2 separate regions of the Mus musculus genome follow, and region 2 is linked to region 1. The links are chromatin contacts, called in public HiChIP or PLAC-seq maps. All regions are on one chromosome and are shown on one strand. The core of a region is the stretch at or near the end of the contact, and the rest is flanking DNA. Distances in the headings are between cores, read along the strand shown. Region 1 holds the start of Myo10 (myosin X). Region 2 overlaps Retreg1 (reticulophagy regulator 1).

What was found. HiChIP or PLAC-seq counts read pairs in DNA pulled down with a chosen protein or histone mark.
Region 2: a CTCF HiChIP or PLAC-seq map of the NIH/3T3 cell line shows a contact between it and region 1, with 7 read pairs. The contact joins the enhancer-like site here to the promoter of Myo10 in region 1. A contact is called at or near these places in 2 of 39 promoter capture datasets (liver and pre-B cells), 1 of 15 datasets of contacts at CTCF or cohesin (the NIH/3T3 cell line), 3 of 484 Hi-C or Micro-C datasets (cardiomyocytes, embryonic fibroblasts and myocytes), 3 of 115 datasets of contacts at active chromatin or transcription factors (embryonic stem cells, extraembryonic endoderm stem cells and microglia) and 2 of 9 other capture datasets (adipose tissue and pancreatic islet).

The regions. Positions count from the first base shown.
Region 1 is chr15:25,620,035-25,626,781 of GRCm38.p6, reverse strand. Myo10 (myosin X) reads right to left here and starts at 4,232. Exons shown (of 41, transcript NM_019472.2): 1 at 3,752-4,232. The coding sequence starts at 3,772.
Region 2 is chr15:25,951,991-25,958,406 of GRCm38.p6, reverse strand. All of the region lies in intron 3 of Retreg1 (reticulophagy regulator 1), which reads right to left. Among named protein-coding and RNA genes, the nearest start is that of Mir7212, 7.0 kb to the right of the region's middle. Within about 2 kb of position 1,441, at least 65 of the 459 cell types and tissues checked have an H3K27ac peak or open chromatin away from gene starts, as enhancers often do. A contact at or near this core is called in the NIH/3T3 cell line, cardiomyocytes, embryonic fibroblasts and 3 more, where this site is marked.

The DNA of each region.
Region 1 (6,747 bases), core at 2,983-5,482:
TTCCCAAGCTAAGCAGGAGTGTGTGTGTGTGTGTGTGTGTGTGGTGTGTGTTATATGTTTGTGTGTATGGTGTGTCTTTCTGTGTTTGTATATGTGTGGTGTATGTGTTTGTGTGTGTTATGTATGTCTGTGTTTGTATCTGTGTGGTGTGTTTGTGTGTGGTATGTGTTTGTGAGTGTGTGATGTGTATGTGTTTGTATATGTGCGTGTGGTGTGTATGTGGTGTATATGTGTTTGTATATCTATGTACAGTGTGTATGTATGTTTGTGTGTCTCTGTGTAGTGTGTCTGTGTGTGTTTGCGCGTGTGGTTTTGAGTCTTTAACTCCAGACCTTTACCACTAACTTACACCTGCAGCCCTCCTCGGAACATCATTAGGGCTACATTGTAAGCCAGACTGAACCAGACTCTGAGAAAGAGGCTTATCTACCATATGTTCACTAACAAGCTGCCTCCTGAAACATTACGATCCGCTTTCTACACTTACATTTATGTATATGCAACCTCCATAGATTTAGTATGGACATGAACGTGTCCATTTATGTGGTTGTTAATCCCTGAAAGGTCTGCTACTCAGAGAGCCATTATGCCACACCTCTGCCTAAAATAAAAAGCAGAGCTGAGCTCTTTGGAAATGCTTGGCGCCCCACTGTATTCCAGACACAACCACAGGCCCTTGGCTCTGGGGATGGGAACACAGAGCCCACTTAAAACCTCAACGATTTTGCACAACAGTCTTGTCATTTCTGCAGCGGAACCTTTGCTATTCTCTCTCTCTCTCTCTCTCTCTCTCCCTCCCTCCCTCTCTCTCTCTCTCTCTCTCACTCTGTGTGTGTGTGTGTGTGTGTGTGTGTGTTTTATTGTACATAATTGCTTCTGGTTACAGACATACCTAAACCTAGTTTCTGCCTGAAGTCAACTCTTTAATAACAATGTCACAAGAAATGCAGAAAACACAAGCTTTCCTACGCATGAGCACACACAATTAACTCAAGAGAAGTCATAAAAACTTAATGAAGGCCATGAAGAAACTGAAACCTGACTGGGGAGTTTGGCACACTCCCTTTCGCCAATCCTGGAGCGAATTTTAAAGGCAGCAGTGTCAGCTGATTGGCACAAGCCCTGCAAGCTTCCCTGGCCACTGGCCCCTAACAGGATGTCTGATCCCAGTTAAACCAGGCAAGTGCAGACAAGAAGCGCACACACAGGAATTAGGACCATGAGGCAACTGCTTCTCTCAGGGCAGCTCAGCTGGGAGTTGTTTTGTGGCTGTAGTGACTTCAGTAACATCTGCACACATTCTGGGTGTTGAAAGTTGAGGGGAAGGGTACATGTCTTGAGTGAGTGAAGGTCAGAGATGTTGCTCTCTGTGCTATGGGCGTAGACAGCCCCTCCAGCAAAGAGGTACCTGGCCCCCAATGACAAAGGTGGTCTACGCAGCAGCCACACAGAATCACAAGTGTCTCCTACTTCCTTGTTATCTGACTCACACATGTAAGGCCTCACTCGGTTAATTTCTTTTTTAGTTGTTAGCATGAGTTTCAAATTGTTGGCTAACAAGCAACAGGTCGTTATCTCTAAATCACAGAGAAAAGTTAACAAAGAGCAGAACACTGCTTAGTGTTAAGGAAGGCCTAGAAGCTAGCTTGCTCCTGGATACCAATCAGTCCCTAGAAGCTAGTTGCCCTTGGACACCATGTGATTCCAGCGCTTTCCAGTCTAACTGGATAAACCTTCTCAGGACAACTGACGGTGTTCTCAGACATTAAGGTAAAAGGCTCTATGTCAGGTGTGTGTCTCCCATCACTACATCACTGTTTAGCTTTTTCACCTGCCCCGCCGCTACGTGGAGGGCAGAATGCTGACAGCTGACTAGAAATCACTATGATAACATAAACACTAGAAATCATGATGTTAACATAAACATGCCAGCAAATTAAAAGCAATATATATATATATGTGTGTGTGTGTGTATGTGTATATATGTGTATGTATGTATATGTATATGTATATGTATATGTATATGTATATCCCAGAAATACCAGCCACCGGCATCAAAGGGGAAAGGCTAGGCCTCCAGTAACACATTCTTCAACCTTGGGCTGGTAACTTACTAATCTTTGGGTTAAGATTCTTCACTAGAAAGAGGAAAAATGAAAATAGGCAACCAGTAAAGACAACTTCACTGTTATTCCAATCACGGAGATCTCCTCACAGAGAAACACAGGTGAAAAGGAGTTTTTGGAATTACTGAATAGTCCCATAACTTAGAGGGGTTAGTGCTAGGGTTAAGTTTCCGCCACTAACACTAGGGGGCAGAGTTCTACCCAAGGGGAGACTTTGGTCTTCAGGCTTAGGGAGACTGGTGGCCCTTCAACAACCACACACAAGTTTTCTAAAAGATCACCAAGTCAAGAACTATTTTCCCTAGAGACAAAACCTCATTCTTCTTATAGATAAAAGCAACTAAAAACCCAGCCTAGCGGTAATTTACTGTTGTAGACCAACTCAAAAGTCCTGCTGCCTTCATACAGGTAGGAAACAAACACCCACGAATTTAAAAAGCCATTAAGGAGTCTCTAGTTTCTATATATTTCTGAGGTCTCTATTTTCTATATATTTCCCTTCTTTTAAGTAATGGATGGTTAATGTCTTTCCAGGATGCCTTTCAGGGTGACAGAGACAAACACTTTGGTAAAAGTCAATTCGAACATTATACAATACATCACTGTGGCCATTATAAGTAGCTGTCTGAGAGTACAGTAAGTGAACGTCAGACCTTGAAACACTATAGCCAATTAACTCTGACAAAGCAAGCTAGCCAAAGCACAGGCAAATTCTCACCACTCTGATTTGCTGGAAGATTCCAAGACTGTCCTGGATTCACAAAAACCTCACCCTGACTTTTCAGCAAAAAATCTCATCAGCCTCTCTCAAAGTCAGCTAAGTTTACTCTGAGCCACTTCAAACCTCAAAACTTAAACAGAATTTATTAAATAAACACAACCAAGAAAGGAATCGGGGCCAAGAAACCAGAGCGGCTCTCCATCCCTGGGGGAAAAGGGAACTTTCAAGTCCCGTCTCAAGTAACTGTGGTGTCCCGCCCTCAAAGACCCTAAAGCGGGCATCGGTTTCATCTTCTAAAATAACCATTGTTTGCCCTAAACAAATTTTATTTAAACTCGAATTCAAGATCTGCCAAAAAAAATGGCATTAAAAACAAGATCATTCGGTCTCGTACTCTGGAATTATCTGCAAACCCGACCTGAGCAGTACTAGTAAAGTAAGGACCCCAGACTTGAAAGCCCAATGAGGCAGGGCAAGCAGTGACCGAGGACCCAGCCGGCCGGCTCACACTTCGTTAGCCGGCTCCTCTGGAAGCCACAGGAAGCCCGCACGTTCAGCAAAGGAAGTCCCAGACCTTTCTTGGAGCAAGGCACCTCCCGGCTGCGCCTTTTACCGCGTTTCCTGCACCCGAGCCGTCCGGTCCGCAGCTCTCCCCCACCCGGCGCCCGGGGACTCACCTGGCGCGGAGTGTCAGCTAGCCACCCACGCCCGGGGACATGCGAGCGCAGGACAAACTCAAACCTGCCTAGGCTTACTCATCCGAGACTCGGGGCCGGCGGAGGGAGTGGGGTTTCAGGAGATTCCCACAAAGTTTCCCCTCCTGGGGACGCGCAGGCGCTGGGGCGCGCTCGGTGTGCCGGTCCGGGTCCCGGTCTCAGCCAGGTCCTCCCCGCCACTCACTCACCTCGGGAAAGAAGCTGTCCATTGTTCCGGCGCCCGCACCTTCCCGGCACGGCTCCAGTCGCGGAAGTCAGCGCAGCGGCAGGTCCCGGGAAGCCACGCGTGTCACGGTGCGCCTCGGGGCGACTCCAGCCCGCGGAGCCGCCGCTCTGCCATCCCCCGGTCGCTGCTGCTCCTCCGCACCTTTTGTCCGCGTCTCGGACCTCCTCTGTCCCAACCACAGCCTTTGTCTCTCCTTCCTCCAAGTTCCTCACTTCTGGGCGAAGTGCTCCCGGGAGGAGAACAGCTGGTGGCACATTCTTCCCGAGCTGGGGGAGGGCCGGCAAGGGGCTGGCGACGCGCCTGCCTCCCTTGGAGCTCCGCCGGGGGCGCTCGGTCCCAGCGGGGGTGGGGTGGACGACTTCGGATCACCAGCAAACCAACAACGGTGAGCTCTCCCGCCCCAGGCGCGGCCGGCTCTCACCAGCTCTCCGGTCTCGCTTACCCTTGTGCTCGGTCCGCCCCGCCCTCAATCCCAGCCCCCAATATATAACCACGCCTCCACGAGTAAAGCCACGCCTCCTACGGACCTGGCCCCGCCCCCAGAAACTCCTCCAACCTGCGGAGACTGAGCGTCTGCTCTCAAATATACCCAAACCCCGCCTACTCGACTCCTGGTCACGCCCATTATAGCCCCGCCCACAGCCTGCTCGGGCTTCCTACATGCCGCGCCCTCTCCCAGCTACCACCCAAACCACGCCCACCGGATGCGCGGCCCCGCCCCTCGGAGCCCTGCCCTGTGCTTTCCCTGAGAGCGGCGGGTGCGCGGAGTCCCAGCTACCGCCTAGATCCACTCTGAATCCATAGAGCAGTGTGCTTCTCCTGGGTCTTCTTGCCACCGGCCTAGGCGCTATTAGATGACTTGACTCTTCCCTCTGATCGTAGATACTAGAAAGTTACCCGGGACTGAAGAGGAGGGGCCCCACGGCGGTGAATGTTAGACACCCCAAGAACCTGCTCCACGTGGATCTCATCATTGCGACTCTATCGTGCGATCCCAGGACAGGAAGCGGAAAACAGGAATCTGAACTTTTGAAAGCTGCTTTTCCTTGTTGAGTTTCTCTGCTCCAAGTGGGTTTTTTGATAGCCACAGGGAAATGTTTTGTATACTGGAAGGGGACGTGTCCTATAGCACTTGTAACTGTAACCTCTTTTTCTGGACGTAAAGGAAGTAGAGCAGATGCGAGAGAGATGGGTAATTGCTCTCGGTTCACCAGGAGTCAGTCCTGATTCTCACCGAGACAACTCCAGCTTTATTGTGGCCAGGAATCTGGGGATCCTGTAACACGGACTGGGATTCCTAAGTCTGCTTTCCTAACAGGAGTCCAGAGGGCCCTCCAAAGCTGGTGCTTGGCCCACTGCAGAAAGAACTCCCAACAGCTCAGAAGGAGTTTCCTTCTGTAGCAGTTTAGCAAGATCAGGTCACCCAAGTACTGGATCTATGAACCCTTTGAACCAACCGGCTGGGTGTTGTCAGACTCACTCCGGAACCACACAGCTGGTCCAGCAGCAGGTTGTTAACTGGCAAGCTGGGAACAACAATGAACTGACTTGAGAAGTTCTACTTAAAGGATTTGTTAACTGCCAGCCGCTTGAGAAAGATACTTTCCAGGGCAGTCTTTCTGGAAACAGACACAGCCTTCACTATCCCAAGCTGCACCCTGCCTGGTTAGGTACCCGCTTCTTAGGTTTTTTTTTTTTTTTTTTTTTTTTTCCAGATGTTGGAAGATCAATCACATATTTGGCTTTTTCTTGATGTCCTATCCACCTGCAGTTGGGAGAGTCGAAGCTTGTGCTCAGACTGAATGAAATGGCTGAACATGTGAACCATCTTGTCATCTTTATTTGGGAATTTAAGCATTATTGAACTCCAAAGCATTACATTAGTGTTGGTGACCTTACTCCCATCTCCCCACTTTGAGGGAAGATTCAAGGTATAAACCAGTTAATGATACATGTGCTATGCCACGTGGCTGGTTTTTTCCACGGGTTTACACGAGGCTGAAGGAAGGTTAAGATGGAGCCAGAACAGATATCAAAAATGCTCAACACAACCAAAGTGCTTAGTCAAATGAGCTTTGCCACCAGCTGTGTTCAGGTAGGGCAGCTGAACAATTATGCCATTATCCCATTAATCTACACACATCTCTGCAAGAAAAATGATTTAAAGAGCTGGTTAGAGTATGTGGGTGTGAATTGGTTCCCAGCATCGGTCCTGTTCCAGACTCGTTGGGCAACCTTGGCCCCTGGCCTCTCAGAAGTCAACATCCGAGCCAATCCTAGCTCATCAGCTAAAACAGATGTGCTACGTTAACACAACACTTGGTAATAGAGAAGCCTGGAACTACCTAACTGTGTGGCCACTCTGGGCTTTCCCTTCTTTTTCTGCAGATTTAAAACTTTAAAAAAGAAACAAAACAAAACCTAAAGTCTGTTCATTTTTCCTTAGAGACAGGATCTGGAGTATCCCAGGATATTCTAGAATTCTCTGTGTAGCTTAAGGTGACTCTGAGCTTCTGATGTTCCCTGCCTCTAGGGCACTTTGGCATCCCCGAGAATAGAACCCAGAGCTTTGTGTATTCTAGGCAAGCACTTTACCAACTGAGCTAGCCCCAGCTGGTTGTTGAGCCTAAGTAGCTCAGGTCTGTCTCATACCTGAGGTCCTTCTGTCTCAGCTTTCTGAGCACTGGCATAGGCCTGAGCCCACACAGTAGGTTTGGGTTTTTTTGTTTTTAAAGTGCTGTTGTGTTTGTTTTTATAATTTAAAGGAATGATAAATAAATACACGTTAAAACAACATAGTTTATGAAAAACAACTATATGGTCCAAAATGCAAATTATAGTTAATAAAATGATATTGCTTGTGTATTTTTTTTGCTTAATAGAAAATATTGAGTTATTGTAGTTACTTCTGCATTTATTCTGATTCAACATGTTTTTGGTTGAACAATAATAATGTTC
Region 2 (6,416 bases), core at 192-2,691, 330 kb before region 1:
CTGCTAAAACCAAGAAGCAATGTACACAGCAAGGCCATCTACAGACTAAGGCCAATTTCCTTTTCATAAAGCTGTTTTTCAGTTTTATTTCTGCCATTTGTAACAAAATAAAGAACTAACACATTTTAAGCTAAAATAACTGAAAACTATACATTTTAAATTATGAGGCAGACAATTATTAAAAATAATTGTAGAATAAGATTACACAGATTAGCAAGACTTTTTATTTAGGTAACTTTTTTTTTAAGTTGAAAAGAGCCAGGGAGATTGAATAATGATTCAGATAAACAGAGAAACCCATTTCAAGTCCAGAGTGTCATGAGCAGACAACACCTTCCAGGGGACAGGGACTCTTCCGACACTTAGAAACTCAATAACCTCATTTTAGTGATCATGTCTGATTTATTATATTCCAGGTTACTGCCGAGGAAGTTGAAGTCTAGATTCTTTATCTGTGTGGCTCAAGGTCACATGGAACAGGAGTGACCGGCACAGGAAGTACACGGTCCACACTGGAACATACAGATCACTTCAGAGACGAATGGCAGAGGGCATCCATCCCTAACTACGACGAAATGAGTCAAAATAGAGACAGGTAAAGAGCAGCCCTGGTTCTAGGCCAAACTTGGGCCTCTTCTCTCTTTCAAGCACAGTAGCAGTTTCTATGCAGTTCCCAGTAGCCATCCTACAGTCTGGGGCCAGCTGCTCAGACTAAATTATATCCTTCTGTATAATGACGGACGGCCCTGACTGCGGTCTGCTAAGGGCTTCATCGGCAAGCACTGTCTCAGATCATCACTACGTGATCCTTGTTCTCTCAACAAGTCACCACAGCACCCTGCGAGTCAGGACTGGTGTGCCAGTCTCCATTTTACCCCCAGAGAAAATGGGGCTCAGGAGATCTGTTACTGGAAGCCATGCTTTTTCTATTGTCTTCATGCAGAAATTCCACTGTGATGGTTTATGATCCTTGTAATGCTCACTCCCCATTGGATTTTAAATCACATTAAAAATGTTGTGGACTCTCTTCTGAGCTCTCTGAGACAAGCAGAAAGGCCTGGGGACAGAGCTCGCTTGTTCCAGTGCTTGCCTCACACACACTTCTCTGGTAACTTTGTAGATTTTCCATAGTCATGTGTGAATTCGTGATCCAATAATCACATTCAAACATACTTAGAAGATTCCTGGCAGAGCACTATGGGAGACTGTTTCACAGTGTGATTTTATTAGAGATAGGAAGTATACATAAATCGAAGCTAAACAGTATTTTTCAGAAAGTTAGCCATGTCATCGTCCAATGTAACAAGCTTTTAAAAAAAGATTTGTAATAACTTGTCACCTAGCAACTGTGACAAACAGCTGGTGCAGCCCTCACACCTATAAATACGTTTTGGCCTAGAGACCTTTCATTCTCAGCGAGTGACTCAGGGTCTCATGCTCACTGCTGGTGACCATCTGTTGATGCTAATTCCTGTTGAATTTTTCTTAGAAAGGTCAGTCAATATCTGGTTACACACTTTACCATTTCTTAGTGTAACGTGTCGGAATTTTTTCTTAATCCCCTGGAGACTTGCTATGCCCTCTATGAGTGAATATGTGTAGGGAGAGGAACAAAATAAGGACAGGGAAATGTCTCTCTCCACACACAGAATTAGAGCCATGACGAAGCAAATGGGATGTGTCAACTGGAGGATTAAACAAGCAAGCAAGAGATTAAACAATTACAGAGTGCTCAGAGCGGTCTCTCACTTTCTCAGACCAATTAGGCAAGGAGCACCTTCTCCCAGGGACAGGGACAAAGAGGCGCCAGCTCCGTGCCTGTTTTTCTTACCCACAGAAGCTGAGCCCCACCTTCTTTGGGCAACTTAGTGTTCTGTTTAGACCCCTCATACACGAACACGCACACAAACATGTACACTTACACACAATCATGCATGCATGCACACACACCCCTCCCTCCCTCCCTCCCTCCCTCCCTCCCTCCCTCCCTCCCTCCCTCCCTCCCTAGTTTGAAAAGGAACAGGAATTGGCCAGTCCTTGAGACTGTCCTTCCCCCATGTATCTCAAACTAAGCAGTGCCACTTTGGGACAGGGAGACACGATTATCTAATCCACCATCTAGAAGGATGCTTTCTTCTGCTAGCTGGGAGATTCTTTTGACGTGCCTGAGGATAAGACACCAGCCATTTTCAACTTTTCTGCCTTTGTTAGTGTCTAATAACTAGGCTCTATAAGACAAGGTCCCAAGCAAGGAAATGACCTTCCCAAGTATAAGGCAAGCAAGCACTCAATGGAGACATGTGGAAGACTAAGAGGCCCGTCCTTCTTGAATACCAACGCCAAGATTTGATTCAATCACTTCCCTGTCTGTCCCGAAGCAGGAAAAGACTTCCACTCTATCCTCAAAGGGCAGATAAAAATCAGAGTCAAGAACCAGGCTTCACGGAAAGCAACCTGTTATTGTGGAGGGAGTATGCCAACTTCGAATTCTATTTGATCTGTAGTTTCCAGCAAATTACAGTCCAGGATTTATTGCACTTGGGCTCAGAAGTAAATGTCCATTCCCTGGTTTTTGGATCTTAGGTTTAGAGGTATGAAACTGGTGACAATTTTTTTTTAAAAGAATATGTTTCTTAGAATTGAAAAACGATCAATGGACAACATAATTCCTGATTTTGCTCTTTAGAGATTAGACTAATGACACTGGGTCTGAGCCCAAACTGACAGAATTGCCGAGTCATTCCAACTTGTGTCTAATACAAAGGCCAATTAATTAATTAATCATTAATTAATACAAAAGAAAATTAATTGTGATGTATATGATAAAGAAGGATAACATGGGTTCTGGAAAAAAAACTTGATGACTCTCCTGCATTGCACAGGTATCAGCTACTAACCAACACGGTGGACCGTTTGACTGTAGGTCACATTCATGCCTTGAGCCTTTCTTTAAAGAGTGTACTTATTTGTTTCTTTCTGTAGGTAAGCCATCAGTTGAATGAAATAATTAGCAGCTATGAAAAGAATATATCCATGCCAAATGACCACACCCTACTGGGCATAAAATCAACTGCATTCTCAACGGGGTATCTCTGCTCTGCTAAACTCGTGTATATTTTGAAAAAAACTTGATATGGTGTAGATGGTGCAGGTGTTAATGGTAAATTAGCATAATGCAGTACCCACGGGCAGCATGAGGGTTAAATGGGTGCAGTATGAATTTGGCGGTGTGGAAGGCACAATTAAAGAGGCCCTCTACTGCCTCATTTCCACACACACTATTAATTTGCTGCAGAAGCCTCCCTTTTAAAAATGTGTATTCATAAACGAAAGGGAATACAGTATACCAAAAGAGGATGGGGGCAGTCTAGGCTGAACCATACCAGTGACAGGCTCCTGCTCATCACAGTCCTTCATTCTTACCTGTGGGTGACAGACACTTATCTTTGCCACTGGAGTAATCGGCTGGCTCAAGTTTCTGCCGGCGGTGTGCAGGGGAATTTAATGACTGCCACCTGCAATTTATGTGCGTGTGTGTAAAATGTCAAGCAGTGTACTGGAGATCATCTGCTTAGCCAAAGGCACTTTGAGGAAATCACTTTCAAGATACCAGAGATGCAAAAGGATGCTGCTGTGTATGTGCCCACCCATCACAGCTCTCAGATGCGGGAGATCTACCTATTCCTCTTCTCCACGGGGGGCACTGTTTACTGGCCATGCCCAGTAGTAAAATGACTTTAGATGCCTTCTGTCTTGTGCACAGGCACATACCGATGCACAAATACACAGCTGACAAATAATCCTTCTACGTTCTGTTTGTATGCAATATGTTGCTTATATCAATGAGATTAGAAAAAAAAAAAGTAATACAGAGAAATGGCTTTCTGATGTAGCCCAGTCATTTACTTTTCCTGGGTGAGAAGCATCCAGAACCACAGAAGAACTACGGTGGAGCGTCCTTTTACTGAGCCTGGCCAATAGAACTACGGTGGAGCGTCCTTTTACTGAGCCTGGCCAATAGAACTACGGTGGAGCGTCCTTTTACTGAGCCTGGCCAATAGAACTACGGTGGAGCGTCCTTTTATTGAGCCTGGCCAATAGAACTACGGTGGAGCGTCCTTTTACTGAGCCTGGCCATCCCAAGCAGTGTCTCCACACAAGCACGTAGATCCATTTTACAGGGTGGTAAACATTTTTATCCTAAACTTCTCGGGAACCTGGACCCTTAGGTGAAGGCTACAGAGGTAATGAGTCTTTGGGAATGCAAACACAGCCACATAAGACTAATGGGGCTTGCTGAGCAAAAGAAAGCCACTTCTTTTTAAATGAGCACTAATTATTTTAAATAAACAATATACAAAAGAAACCGGGAGAGATCCCCATCATCCCTCTGTTAGGGACGCTATGCTTTGAGTTACTTTTTGATGATGTTATGGTTAGTTTTAATTATCAACAGGACACAGCCAGGAGTCACCCTGGGAGAAGGACTTCCCAGGATGCCTGTGAGGAGTTACCTGAATTCCATTAGCTGACAGGAGAGGATCTTTCTACTGTGGGCAGCACCATTACAACAATAGAACTACCAGGACTTGGGGTCCTGGACTATACAAGTGAAACTGCTCAACCCCAACAGGTTTGGGGATCCCTCTATCTGTCAGAGCCATAAGACACCGCAGGCAAAGATTAAATACATGTCTGTATCCATGCAACTTTTTATATCAGTTTCCCGTATGATGCTTTTAAGATAGAAAGGGATGATGCGTGGAAGAATGAAGCACTTCTCTGAATTTTGTCATTCGTCAACTCACATGTCTCATAGGAGCGAGAGACGGGAATGAGTGTCCTTTTAAGCAAGGCTGTGAGAGAGGGAGATGGGGACAGGTAGGTCCACAGCATGGCTCCCACTGTCCCACTGTCAAGAGTCCACAGGAAGAATTGGCTTCTTGTAAATAAATAGACATTGGCTGATTCTTGGAATCATGGTCCACTCTGAAACCTTCTGACGTCTGAAGTCAGATGAAACTGAATACTTCAAGGCCTATATGTCTATGAAATGGATATTTACTTTCTTATGAAGAATGGACTTAGAACTTTGTATTAAGTATGCAATGCTAACAGCACTGCTTGAAACATCCCTGTGATTCAGATGGGCAGGGGCATCTGGGGCAGCAGCTATCAGTGACCCTTCAAGTGCTATCATAATGTCAGTTCTAAGACCCCATGGTTCCCAGACAACAGACCCCCTGCTATCCTGGAAACCCACCAAGACTACTTGACTTCTTATAGTAGGTTCTAGCAATGCCTGTGGTCCTATCATGGAGAGAAGTTAAAACCATGAATTATTTCACATCTTTCATTCATGATGGACTACCCTGATGTCTCAGCTGATTTTCAGGCCCTGAAAATGGGCAGGGACGGCTGCCCTCAGGCCCTGATGCCCTGATGCACTGCCTTCCTAGAGCCAGCAGGCTCAGTCTGAGAACCACCTGCACACTGCCATCTTCCCCAGCACTTTTTCCTCGTTTGACAAAGTCAGTAAAATACAGATCAAAAACCCCTGCATGTGATTAGGGCTATGGTATTACCAACAATGGTCACTTGTAAGCTTTTTTTTTCCCCAGTATTATGCAGCAACTCTTACTCAATATGGTCTAGGTTATGTATCAATTCTAAGTCCTGTTCATCAGAATATGGTATGGACTTATAGACTCACGGTTTAACTTGGCTGACTGACAACTAAAAAACCAAGCAGTACAACCACGAAGGTATCCAATTCAATCCATAAAGTGGGGAGCTTATGTGTAAGTGCCAGGGACTTAGAAAGTCATGAACCAATGTTGAGCTAGGAACAAAGATTTATGTACTAATTTCTTAATTCTGTTATTTTTTAATTTCTAACTTCACTTTTTTTACAGATGAGTAAAAACTTAATGACAATTAATATTTATCTCTCAACCCTTTGTGATTATTTTTGTCTATACTGTTTTAATATGTTTTTTAATGGTGATTAATTCTGAGAGTTTCATACAATGTATTCTGATAATATTCATGCCTACACACACACACACACACACACACACACACACACACACACTTCAACCAAATCCTCCACCTCCCTCCACATCCAACTTCATAGCAACCTACTCTTGCCAACTCTCTCAAATGCCTTCAACTTAATTCTCATAGAAATATCCAACTACGCATGGTAAGATGTGTTTGCCTACTATACCAAATGTCAGAGTAATAGACGCTTAAGCAAGAAAGCAGGTCATTTCTCTATGTGACAGCTAAACCTAAAGGTCCAGGGTCAATATGGGCATGTCCATGCTTAGAATCCCGGACCCTTCCTTTATTTTTGCTTAGTTATTCTCAAATGACACTTCCTCCAAATGGTCTAAGACTTTGCTTTAGCTATT